4 separate regions of the Mus musculus genome follow, and regions 1, 2 and 4 are each linked to region 3. Evidence: chromatin contacts called from public promoter capture Hi-C data. All regions are on one chromosome and are shown on one strand. The core of a region is the stretch at or near the end of the contact, and the rest is flanking DNA. Distances in the headings are between cores, read along the strand shown. Region 1 overlaps Dab2ip (disabled 2 interacting protein). Region 2 has its middle 29 kb from the start of Gm13446. Region 3 holds the start of 9030204H09Rik (RIKEN cDNA 9030204H09 gene). Region 4 holds the start of Dab2ip (disabled 2 interacting protein).

Evidence for each region. Promoter capture Hi-C pulls out the DNA fragments that hold promoters and counts their contacts.
Region 1: a contact with region 3 is called in a promoter capture Hi-C map of pre-B cells, with 3 times the contacts expected there. The contact joins the enhancer-like site here to the promoter of 9030204H09Rik in region 3. A contact is called at or near these places in 7 of 39 promoter capture datasets (the C10 cell line, cranial neural crest, embryonic stem cells and 4 more), 1 of 484 Hi-C or Micro-C datasets (the G1E-ER4 cell line), 1 of 115 datasets of contacts at active chromatin or transcription factors (bone marrow-derived macrophages) and 2 of 9 other capture datasets (adipose tissue and pancreatic islet).
Region 2: a promoter capture Hi-C map of pre-B cells shows a contact between it and region 3, with 2.0 times the contacts expected there. The contact joins the enhancer-like site here to the promoter of 9030204H09Rik in region 3. A contact is called at or near these places in 5 of 39 promoter capture datasets (cranial neural crest, frontonasal cranial neural crest, maxillary cranial neural crest and 2 more), 1 of 484 Hi-C or Micro-C datasets (bone marrow-derived macrophages), 3 of 115 datasets of contacts at active chromatin or transcription factors (astrocytes, embryonic forebrain and embryonic stem cells) and 1 of 9 other capture datasets (macrophages).
Region 4: a promoter capture Hi-C map of liver shows a contact between it and region 3, with 2.7 times the contacts expected there. The contact joins the promoter of Dab2ip here to the promoter of 9030204H09Rik in region 3. A contact is called at or near these places in 14 of 39 promoter capture datasets (the 3T3-L1 cell line, the HPC-7 cell line, cranial neural crest and 8 more), 2 of 484 Hi-C or Micro-C datasets (bone marrow-derived macrophages and nephron progenitors), 2 of 115 datasets of contacts at active chromatin or transcription factors (astrocytes and craniofacial prominence) and 1 of 9 other capture datasets (macrophages).

What each region holds. Positions count from the first base shown.
Region 1 is chr2:35,679,029-35,681,728 of GRCm38.p6, reverse strand. All of the region lies in intron 3 of Dab2ip (disabled 2 interacting protein), which reads right to left. Among named protein-coding and RNA genes, the nearest start is that of Dab2ip, 58 kb to the right of the region's middle. Within about 2 kb of position 1,273, at least 195 of the 459 cell types and tissues checked have an H3K27ac peak or open chromatin away from gene starts, as enhancers often do. A contact at or near this core is called in the G1E-ER4 cell line, adipose tissue, bone marrow-derived macrophages and 3 more, where this site is marked.
Region 2 is chr2:35,586,625-35,589,324 of GRCm38.p6, reverse strand. It overlaps a transcript of Dab2ip not described here. Among named protein-coding and RNA genes, the nearest start is that of Gm13446, 29 kb to the right of the region's middle. Within about 2 kb of position 1,419, at least 30 of the 459 cell types and tissues checked have an H3K27ac peak or open chromatin away from gene starts, as enhancers often do. A contact at or near this core is called in pre-B cells, where this site is marked.
Region 3 is chr2:35,817,869-35,820,568 of GRCm38.p6, reverse strand. 9030204H09Rik (RIKEN cDNA 9030204H09 gene) reads right to left here and starts at 1,379. Exons shown (of 3, transcript NR_040618.1): 1 at 1,282-1,379. The region is part of intron 6 of Ttll11 (tubulin tyrosine ligase-like family, member 11); the gene reads left to right.
Region 4 is chr2:35,620,705-35,623,404 of GRCm38.p6, reverse strand. It overlaps Dab2ip (disabled 2 interacting protein), which reads right to left and starts at 1,424. Exons shown (of 16, transcript NM_001114124.2): 1 at 1,122-1,424. The coding sequence starts at 1,245.

The DNA.
Region 1 (2,700 bases), core at 24-2,523, 140 kb after region 3:
ATGTATTAGTCAGGGTTCTCTGCAGTCACAGAACTTATGGGTAGTCTCTATATAGTAAGGGAATTTGTTGATGACTTATAGTCTGTAGTCTGATGCCTTGAGGGTCAGCTGCCTCTGACTCTAGCCCTAAGGCTTCGCATACACTATAGGAATAATTAGTTTCTTAAGCCTGGAGGACAGTCTGAAGGACCAGGCACCAGGTGATCTTCTGTAAATCAAACACAGATTACAGAAAGTGTGACAACCAATGGAGAAAGACAAAAGGGAAAGTTATGCCTACAGGCCCGGACAGGCCTTAGCCAGGCCAGAGGTGATCTAGGCTCTGAGAAGCAGGAACCTACAATGGAAGGTGGAGAGCACGGGGCACAAGGTCCCTGAGAAGGCTCTCCTTAGCAGCACAGGAAGGGCCTGCCCTGCCCTGTTGGCAGGTGCTAACAGCAGCAAGGTCACATGTGTGGACAGTATCATCCCACAGCTGTGTAGCTGCACCACTGCCTAAGAGCAAGATACAGGTATCACCAGGGAGTCTCTTAAGCCACTTTTCTTCTCTGGGCCCTTGTCTGGCCAAAGGGGCATTTATGTAGTAAGGCTGGGGAAGTACCCAGGGGGCAGTGAACATGGCTAGAAGCTCTCAGGGTGGCACTGCACACCACTGGGACCAAGCCAGCTCACAGCCGGGCAAGCACAGTCTACTAAATAAACGGTAGCGGGTTCCGTTGTTTCTGCCCTGCCCCTCTACGAGAAGGCCTGGCCTGGTGCCGTCTAGCCTCCTGGACTCCAGCCAACCATACCATAAAGGATTCTTACTGGAGGGCAGGCTGTATTTGGTCAACATTCATGTTTTGTTTAACCACACAGTATATGACATTTTTAAATTTTGAATCAATTGCCAACATTTAAAGATGCGAAATTTTCAAATGTCACAAAAACCAAGTTTAGAACTTTCTCTTCCATGCCCAAAGTTCTGCCACCAAAGCCCAGCAGCCATCTCTGACCCCAGAAGGACACAACCCTACAAACTGTTGAAATTGTCACCACAGCTGTGAAGCGCCTCAGCTAGGGTTCCTATGTCACATGGGCAAAGCAGGGCCCACAACATACCAACCCTCTCCTAGGGTCACAGTGGGTTCTGACACACAGCAAAGACCTGCCAATGTGTGTGGATAAAGACTAAAACGGCAGATAAATAAGGTCAGCCCCAGCTTTACCCGCCCAGGATATCCTGATTGCAACACTGCTTCCTTGCAAAGCCCTGCCCCCAGCCAGTACAAACTGATTCACTTCGATCCTAGGCCCCTCCCACAGGTGGGTACTCTGACAGCAGGACATATGAGTTGGTAACGTTCAGCCTGTGTGTAGGTCTCTGAGATCATTCACTGTATGACCTTTGTTTAAAGGCTAGGCCTTTGGAGTGTCCAGGCAAGGTTAGCAGTGATCCTGGCATCTCTGCAACTCTGGCCAAGCCAAACAAAGATCCCCAGGACTTCTGTCAAGCTGAAAAAGAGAATTCAACAGCAAGAACTCACAAAGGCAAGGTTTCCACCGATGCTGCTTGCAGGACGCCTGCCCTGCTTTGAAGCTGGTAACCAATTCTTCCCTCTTTCTTTCCACTAAATGAAGCTCCACGGGGTTTTCAAGGTCAGAGCTGCATTGGCAGAGGCGGTTCTCTTTGTTCTTCTACCTCAGACTTGCCCCAAACACAGACAATTGTCCCCAACAACCAATTCCTGCTGGGTGGAGACAAGGACCAGGCAGGTGCTTCCTGTGGCCCCAGGAGTCCTGCTCTCCTGGATACGGATTCTCTGTGGGCCTGGCTTCCTGAAACTCCATCTCAGCATGTAGTTTTGGGAAGAAACAGCTGCGAGTCCCCAGAGTATACCCTCAACCCAGGGAGAGGTCAAGGCTCAGGATGGGCTTGGTTCCTTGCTGGTGGCTGCGGGTGTCACCTCAAAGCCACTCTCCTCTCTATTTCAGTCTCCTTACTTGGAAAACAAGAAAATAAATATCCAATTGGAGAGATTCAACCTCCTAATGAGATCCAGAGGAGCCGTGGGAAGCATGAAGTGCCCTGCCAGAGTTATTATCCCAGCACCTGGCACGGTACACGGCGTGCAGTAGGTGCTCAATGGGTATGCAATAGGTGCTCAATGAATGTGTGTATTTGGCACTTGGGCTGTCTATGAGAGGTCTGCCCTTCAGGAGCTACAGAGACAATGGTCATGGGCAAGGATTTGGGTCTAACAACCTCTACCTCTGGCCTAGTTCAGCAGTGGCCAGGCCCACATGAAGGCTTCACTTGCACATCTGTGTCATCAGTGCCAGGGACCTAGAGATGCTGCAGGACTCTATGTGTCGTGCTCTCTTGGACACTCAGTAGTTCTTACCCATGGTTAAGAGAACAGCCTACCCAACCCAGCCGAGAGGAGATGCCAGCCAGTCCTCAATAGGCTGTGTCCACCAGAGGACTTAAGAGCTGTGAGGCTGGCAGTTCTTTTGTACTAGCCTCAGGACCTTAGATAAGTACAGCAAGCCCTCTACACCCTTTACCCAGCACTGAAGCAAGCTTGCCTCTTAGACTTCTGATTCCGAAAACAAAGCACCTGGCACAAAGAGGCCCGCCATGGGTCCATCCTCTTCCTCCCTCAGTCTCTTCACCTCTCCTTATCCCTGCTCCTGCCTTTAGAACTGCTCCCATTCTCC
Region 2 (2,700 bases), core at 170-2,669, 230 kb after region 3:
AGGTCTCCTGATGTAAGGAGATGTGGGATGTGAGCAGACTTTCATACAGTCAACCTTAGAAGAGTGCCTATACCAAAGACAGAAGAAGCACTGTGTTCCTTACAGATCAGGGCACCGCCATGCTCTGTGACCCTCAAAGGCTCCCCGTCGTCCATGAAATCATATTCACAATCCCTCTGGGTTTGCTTTGTTTTAAAAACAGGGTCTCCTCTCACTCAGGCTGGCCTGGGACTCATATGGTGCCTTTCCTCAGCCTCCTGAGTTTTGAGGTCGCAGGTGTGAACTTGCAACCCCTAACCCCCAATCCTTATTACATCACTGAAGGTCCCCAATTTGGGGTCCTCATGACACTTCTCTGCCTCAGACGCGTCACCACCTCCCGGTTCCCTGACCTAGCAGGACACAGCTTTCTGCTGTTCTCTGGCCTGCAGCCTTTTCCCCTGGAGCCTAGACTCATCACTGGCCCTCCTGCCACCTTTAGCACTTGGCTGAAAAGTCTGCCTGACCCCCATCCCCTCCTCAGTCTGTGACTTGCCCTGGGTTCCTTAGAACGCAGATAAATGAGGCTGGGGACCTGCGTGGATTCTGGATGCAGTGTCTGGGTGCAGCCAGACACTGGGTGCACCTTCCCTCTGTGTACTCAGGAGAGCAGGCAGCCCAGCCCCCACCCACTTCAGCAGCAGCCGCAGAGCCACTCAAGGGAGATAATGGAGCCAGAGGGCTCTGCAGGGCTTCAAGTGTGACTCGAACCCAAGGGATTACAAGGACTATTTTTAACTCCCCACATCCTGACCGAAAAACAAATCCCTCACACACCCCGCCAATTCCTATCAGGGGGTGACAGGGCCTTTTAAGAATGTTCTCCTCCTGGAAGTAGCGCCAGCCAGTGTTGATGGCTGATGGCGGTCCCTCTGCCGGGAAAGGCCCTGAGGTCTCCGCTCCAACCACTGCCAGCTTCCACTATGTCTGGCCGGGTCTCCACAGCTCCCAGAAATAACGGTTTGCTTGTGGACACGGTTGTCATGTATTTTCCAGGATAGCCAGATGTGATCACAGCAAATGCTGAGAAAGGCCACACTCGTTCCTCTCCTTAGCCCCTCACCCAGTGCCCTCTCCTGGCCCTGGCCCTTCTCAAATAAGTGAGCCCCGCTAGAGCTCACCTCCAGGGGTCAAAGCTGAGGCACCTCTACCACAGGGAACTGGCTCTGTGGGAGCAAAGGCAGATAAACTGGGAAGGCATCTGAAAGGAACATTCATTAGCAAATATGGAGAGCTTTGCGGCTTCAAGGGTTCCTAGTTGCACAAGGGAATAGGGGGAACATTGCCCCTATCCCCCCAGTATCCACAAGACAGCTTCTCATGGCAACCAACCACCATGACCACAAGGAGATGAGAGTTTCCTCCCTCAGGCCACACTCTGCTTGTCACCAGGCCCACCTGCGTGGGTGTCAGCGTCTTTCTTTTGTATCTCCTGCAGAGGATGGCTCCCAAGGCTTCATGCATGCAGGCAAGCGTTCTACCTCACAGCGACAATCCCTGCTCTAAGTTCAGTCACTCGCTGTCCACCCCTCAGTCTCACCTCAGCAAGTGCCTCTGCTCGCATTCACCGTCATCACGAAAATGGCCAAGAGAATGGTCCACCAGGGGTATCTCAAAGGACAGACTCTGGTTGTGTTCCCAGAGTATTGCAAACAGCCTCTCCTGTGAGGAGCATTGAGAATCAGGAGGGAAGCAAGAGAGTGGGGGAGATGGTGGGATGGGGCATCTAGGGGTTCCTTTATCAGCCTGAGTGAGCCAACCATGTGTCCCCTTTCTCAGAGCCTCAGCTTCCTTAGCAGAGAAAGTCACCAGGAGACCGACAGAGGCCTGGGTAAAGCCAGTCCCATGAGATAAATGGACTTCACAAGCCAGGAGGTTTAAACAAATGCTGTGTTCAGCATAAATCTGTCTGCGGCTTTGTTTCTGCTTTGGCCTCTAGGGCTCCACAGCCTTCTTTCAACAAGACAAACCCTTTCCAGGGAGGCTATATAGCCCTAGAAAGTCATGTGACCTGCTTGGTGCCCCTAGGACAACATCTGTGATTCCAGAATAATCTCCCAAACCCCAGAGGAACCTTCATAATCCTTAAATGCTCTCTTGAGTCTAAAGGTGGTTAGGACTCTCATTTGGGACATGAAGTTCAGCCTGCAGGAAGGCTCTTCTAGACCTTTTCCAAGACCTGTCCATCTTAGGTCCCATAAAGCCAGAAGTGACTTTTTTGAAAAGCATTTAAGGACTGGGGTGGGGGAGGGGACAGTGGTCTAGAGGCAGATATGTGCCTACCACGTGAAAGGTCACACACACGGGGGGGGGGGCAGTATAACAGACCCAGAATAATCATAAAGGGACAGACATCTGTCAGTGAATCCGAAGCATCTGTCTGTCCTTCAGCAATGGTCAGCCCAGCCCACGTGCAGACACAGAGGCTCCTGCTGGGCTGTGCTAAAATACAGGATGCAAGAAAAATGCTCTGGGCCAGAAACGTTGGCAGAGCATTGGCTAAGCTGGATGAGAGTCACCAGGCATCAAAAGGTCCGCGCTGGGCTCACTGGTCCTGTAGATACTCAAATGAGAAGTACACAGGTCTGTCAGCTCCAGAAGTCCAGTGCCCACCTTGGGAGACAGGCAAGTCTGCAAGCTAATAGGAGCTACAAAAGCCAG
Region 3 (2,700 bases), core at 130-2,629:
GAATGACCTCCACATCACACTAGCCTATATGCAAGTCCCTCGAGGCATTTTATTGAGTGATGATTGATGGGGGAGGGTCCAGGCCACTGTGGGCAGGGCCACCCCTAGGCAGGGGCCCTAGGTTGTATGAGAAAGCAGGCTGAGCACGCCAGGGAAAACAAGCAAGTATACTGCATTCTGCCATGATATCTTTTTCAATTCCTGCCTTGGCTTCTCTAGGCGGTGCGTAAGATAATCCCTCTCCTCCCACAAGTTGAATCTCATCAATGTTTTAACACAACAGCAAAAGGCAAACTAAGACCCCCCCCCCCAAAGAGCGGCTGACGCCCAGCCCTCCTCAGCTACCTTTGCTGCATCCACCTGGACACCTATGTGTCAGACCCCACGGACGCTGTCCTTGCAGGGTCACAGAGCACAGCCTCCTGACCCCCACCCCTACCCCATTCTCTGCCACCCTCCCTGACGCTCCGAGTCTCCAAGCATTTTTTTGCTCAGGATGATGAGGATGGTGGTAACAGAGAATGGGAAGGAGGAAGGAGGGGAAGGGAGGCTGGTGAGGAGCGGAAGCTGCAAAGGTTATTTGGGGCTTATTGCGGAAGTGGTGGGAGTCCTGAGTCCTGCCAATGAGGCTGAGCACTTGAGGGAGGAAAGAAGTGAGCCAGTTTGGGTCTGCAGAGAGGAGCAAAGTAGAGTAGGGTAGGCTGGGCTCTGGCTTCAAGTGTAGCACAGAGAGATGCTCAACCCTCTGGTCTTGCCTCACAGAGCTGACATGAGCCTAAAAGCGAAGTAGCAACTCGGGATTTATTATTATTATTATTGTAATCATTTCTAGGTAAACTACCCTAAGCACACATCCTGTGAGCAGTGGTTGGGCATCCTGGACTCTCAAGGGAGCCTCTTCTGTGTCTATACCACATCCTCACTATTGAGGCTCCATTAATCCGTCCACCCTCTCCTAGATTGCCAGGTCACATTCAATTAATACGTCAAGAAGAAAGCTGCTGAGTGGGCACTGAGTTGACATTTGCTTCATAAAACTCCTTTTCTAAGGAGCAGGAAGGAGGAGCCCTAGAGTCTGGTGAGGCTGGCTGTGACCCACAGCTACAGCCTCTGAGCCTTTTCACATGTGGTCCCTTTAGTTTGGGGCAGCCACCGCCTTGAGACCCTCCCATCCCAGTACAGTGTGAAGAAGGCTCCTCTACCAGTGGATTTGGATGCTTCTTCCTGCTTCAGGACAAAGGGGATTCTCTGCAGTTGCCCTATCAGCCCCAGACCACTCACTTAAAGTACCTGCCGGTCTTCCTCTGCAGGCATTTGTCCTTCCACACTGGGACATGTGTGAAGTCACTGCTGTTCAGCACAGTTAGGCAGAGGGACTGGCAAGTGGAGAGGAAAAGGAAGACAGTGGGGGAGGGCAGGGCAGGGCAGGGCAGTGGAGGGGAGGGCAGGGCAGGGCAAGGCAGGGCAGGGGAGGGGAGGGGAGGGCAGGGCAAGGCAGGGCAGGGGAGGGCAGAGCAGGGCAGGGCAGGGCAGGGGAGGTGATTGAGGCTTCAGGAAAGCACAGCGAGGGAGGACAGGGTGGGCTGTGGAACTGTCCTCAGAGGGGTCAGAAGGAAGAAGCACATGTGTCCTACCAGTGGCACAGGAAATACCTTTATATCTTCAGCACTGGCCTAGCCTGGATCCCTGTGCCCTTTGTATTCCCAGCATTCTCTGCTTTCCCAGCAGCCTGTTTCTCCCATGGGTCTCAGGGACAGAATTCAACAACCCTTCTTTTATCTACTTAGAGGTAACTGAAGTTTTAGACAATGGAACAGCATATTCACACAAAAATACACACAGACACACAAACATACATCCACATCCACACACACCCATACAAATATGCACATAGCCAAATATGTTCACACACATACACAGGCATACACACACACACATGCAAGCACAAGTACATGTGCCCATAGGCTTCTACACAAACACATATACACATGCATATACAAACACAGTGAGGTTTTAGAGGAACACTATCTACAGGGAAATAAAACACATTCCAGCATTTTCTTCTGACAGCCTTTACTGTCTGGAAGAGCCTAAGAGCTGTCGAGGGAGCAAGCACACCAGCTCACTGCTACTAAACTTAAGAAATGGGAGATAAAGAGAAGAGACAGCTTGGCTTCCACCTTTGTCTTTATGATTGTATTTCCATGAACATAGAACTTTAGTTAGAAGCAAAACCTTTAAACAGTTGGCCCCTCCCCATCCTGACTGTGACTTTTCTCTCACCTGTATCCTCATATGGGACAGTTTGTAGAGATCTGATCTTGAGAGGGGTTTGTTTATCTCTGGTCTTAGTGTGTGAGCTTAACCCCTCTCCCCCGCTTCCTCTCTGACTGCACCTTAGCTTATGGTGAGAGCTTACAGCTCTTCTGAGACCCTTTCTGCTCCACTGTGAGCTCCCATTAGGAAGGGACACTGTGATGCTTATTTTGTATCCCCTTATGTGACAGCACTTGTCACATAAGCCACCTCACCAATTTCTCTGACTGTGTAATAAAGACACCGAGTACCTTTGGTTCTGTTCAAACATTTGGCAGGAAGGTCCCACCCCAGTCCCTCTGGGCCCCTATGCAGGCTGGGCCCCATGGATGTCCTCTGAGCCACTCCACAGGATCTCTGTAGAACTTACTTTAACTGCCTCAT
Region 4 (2,700 bases), core at 175-2,674, 200 kb after region 3:
CTCAGGAAATGAGGCGATTCATGCTTGAACCTGGGTCTCTGGTTGCCTAGACTAGGCACAGGAACTAGCCAGAGGCCACTTCAGCAAAGGCCGGGATATCACATGCTTTGGGGAATCCTCAAACTAAGTTTACAAACCTGTGGGCAGAGTCAGACAGCTTAAACTTGAACTCTGTGCACAGGGAACTCAGTACTTCCTAAATAAACCCTGTACATTGTTACTTGGCTCTACCGCTGGGGCCGGAACGTCTTCTCCATTCTGGGGGGAAGTAAACTAAAGCCTGCCTGCTTCACTGACCCAAACCTAAAAAATAAACAAGGGGCCACTCTCACACCTCTCCAGGCAGGCTTGGCACATTCTGCCTGTGGTGAGGCTGGGCCGGGGCCAGGCTTCCCATGCCCCAGATAACCTTAGGATGTAAACTAAGGCAGCTTCTGCATCACAGACACCTTCAGTGGGCCTAAGCCACCGAAGCATTATGGCCTTACACAACCCAGGCCTGGCAGAGTCTCTGTGTGGAGCCCCTGACCCTACTTACTTACCAGCCCAGCACAAGTCAGCATGAAACGTTAGGGCCTCTCTAGCTGAAGATCTTATTACTGGCTCGAAGAAAGGCTTGCATTTCTCCCTCCCCATTTTGAAAGAAGTACCCTTCCAAGGACCACTCAGAGTGGCTCCAGGCCCCTACAAACCTGGCTCTCCCCACAGGAAGCCCACTCAGCTCTCCATCCAAAAGATGAGGAAGCAAGACAGGACTGGAAGCACGCTAAGCTTGAGTAGCAGACAGTGGAGGCAAGTCAGGATCCACTTCGACTACTTTACTACGGCCTGCGCGCTGAGTAAACTGATGCACAGTGGAATGGGATTCGGAACTCAGAAGTACGGAGGAACTGCATATCAGACCGACCCCTTTCTCTTTGGTCCTGATATAATGGGAAACATTAGGGACCCCGCTTTCCCCCAAGAGGAAGGACCCTACAGAAGCTGGGGCAATGGGGATGGGACAGTCACGGTAGCTCCAGATAAGGAGCCATCACCCATTGACACAGGAGCCTCAAAAGCATCCGTTGGTGGTGCGGGGTTGCGAGGGACTAAGGGTCTGGGGTCAGGGTGGCGCCTACCCCTGGCTGGCCGGGTCCGGCTGCGGGAGCGGCTCCTCTGTCGCTGCAGCCGGGGCCGCCGCAGCAGCCGGTAGTAGTAGGATGGCCTCCCGGTGCTCTTCCTGGCGTTGCCGCCGGCGGACATGCTGCCGCCCGCCGGGCACCGGGCCAGGCCTGGGCGCTCACACGGGCCCCATCGGCCGCTCCGGACCGCCCGGCGGGCGCCCCGCACTCTCTCCCGCGCTCTGGTGCAGCAGCAGGCAAGACCAAGGCTGCCCTACAAAGTAGCTCCAACTCCTCCTCCTCCGCCGCCTCCCCCGCCCCGCCCTGAGCAGCCGGCCCCTCGGCGGGGGCCCGGGACCGGGAGGCTGGGCTGGCACCCGCCCGGAAAGTCAGTGCGGGCAAAATCCTGGCCTGGAGTCGTCCGGGCGACGCGGCCCGAGAGTGCCCCTGTCCCGTCCGAAGAACCCCAATAACAGCATATACCCAACAGCCATGTCTAAACTCCATATCCAACTTGGGGTGCCTGGAGCACCCTATCCCGCCACAGGTGCAGTGGTGCATGTATATATGCATACACACCAAGGCTAGGCACCTGAAATTAGAGTCTGAGGAAGGGGGTGACTGGACTGAAACATGGCCAGACCAGAGCGCCCCACAAAGCTTTGCACCTACCCCTCAGTCAGGTCGGAGTTCTGCCTGTCTCTGTTGCCTAAGATACTTAGCTACTCTTTACAGAAGGCAGTCTCCATCTGATAAAAATATGACTTTCATACCATTAAAATTATTGTGTGCATTTCAAGCGCACATAGAATACAAGGCACACCTGTGCAACCAGAGGGCTTTGCTAAGCCACTTTGCCCCATCCCCCACATAAACCACCAGAGGTGCCTGAATTTTCCCTCCCCTCTGACATTTTTAGTAGCATTAGTGAGTTTCTGAAGGTAGTAAGATCTCTACCCTACAGTGGGAGTAGAAACTGAGGCTTGGGAAAGGAATGACCACCTGCCTCTACTACCACAAGCTGAAAGACTTTCTCCAAGTCATTCTGCAGTTCCAGAAACTTCCATGGCTCCCCCGATCATAATAGCTACAAACCCAACCATCTCTCTTTGGTATTTGAAGCAACAGAAATCTTGCAAAAATCAAATCACTGGCAGCCTCACGCCAACCACCCATCCCCCCCTCAACCCTACTTGCTGCTGGCTCTCATCTCTGTCCTTCTCTTAAAATGGCCAGCAATCTGCCTGCCTCCTTTTCCCCTCCTCTTAGGTCTACCCTCCTGGTCCTAGGTAACCTCCATTTCTCTCCCCTCTCCCCAAAGCAACATTCAGACCACACCACCTACCAGTTCAAGTCAGATGGGGAAACTGAGGCCCTAAAAGATGTGTGCTCAAGTGTGTGTGTGTGTGTGTGTGTGAGAGAGAGAGAGAGAGAGAGAGAGAGAGAGAGAGAGAGAGACTTGCCTCGATCACACAAAAAGTACAAGGGCATATGGTCTTGGCCAACGGTTGTTGCATGAACTCTTATGGGAAATGGGACAGGCTAGACACTGGAGGAACTTACGGCAATCTCGAGTGGGGTAGGGTAGCCTAGGTAA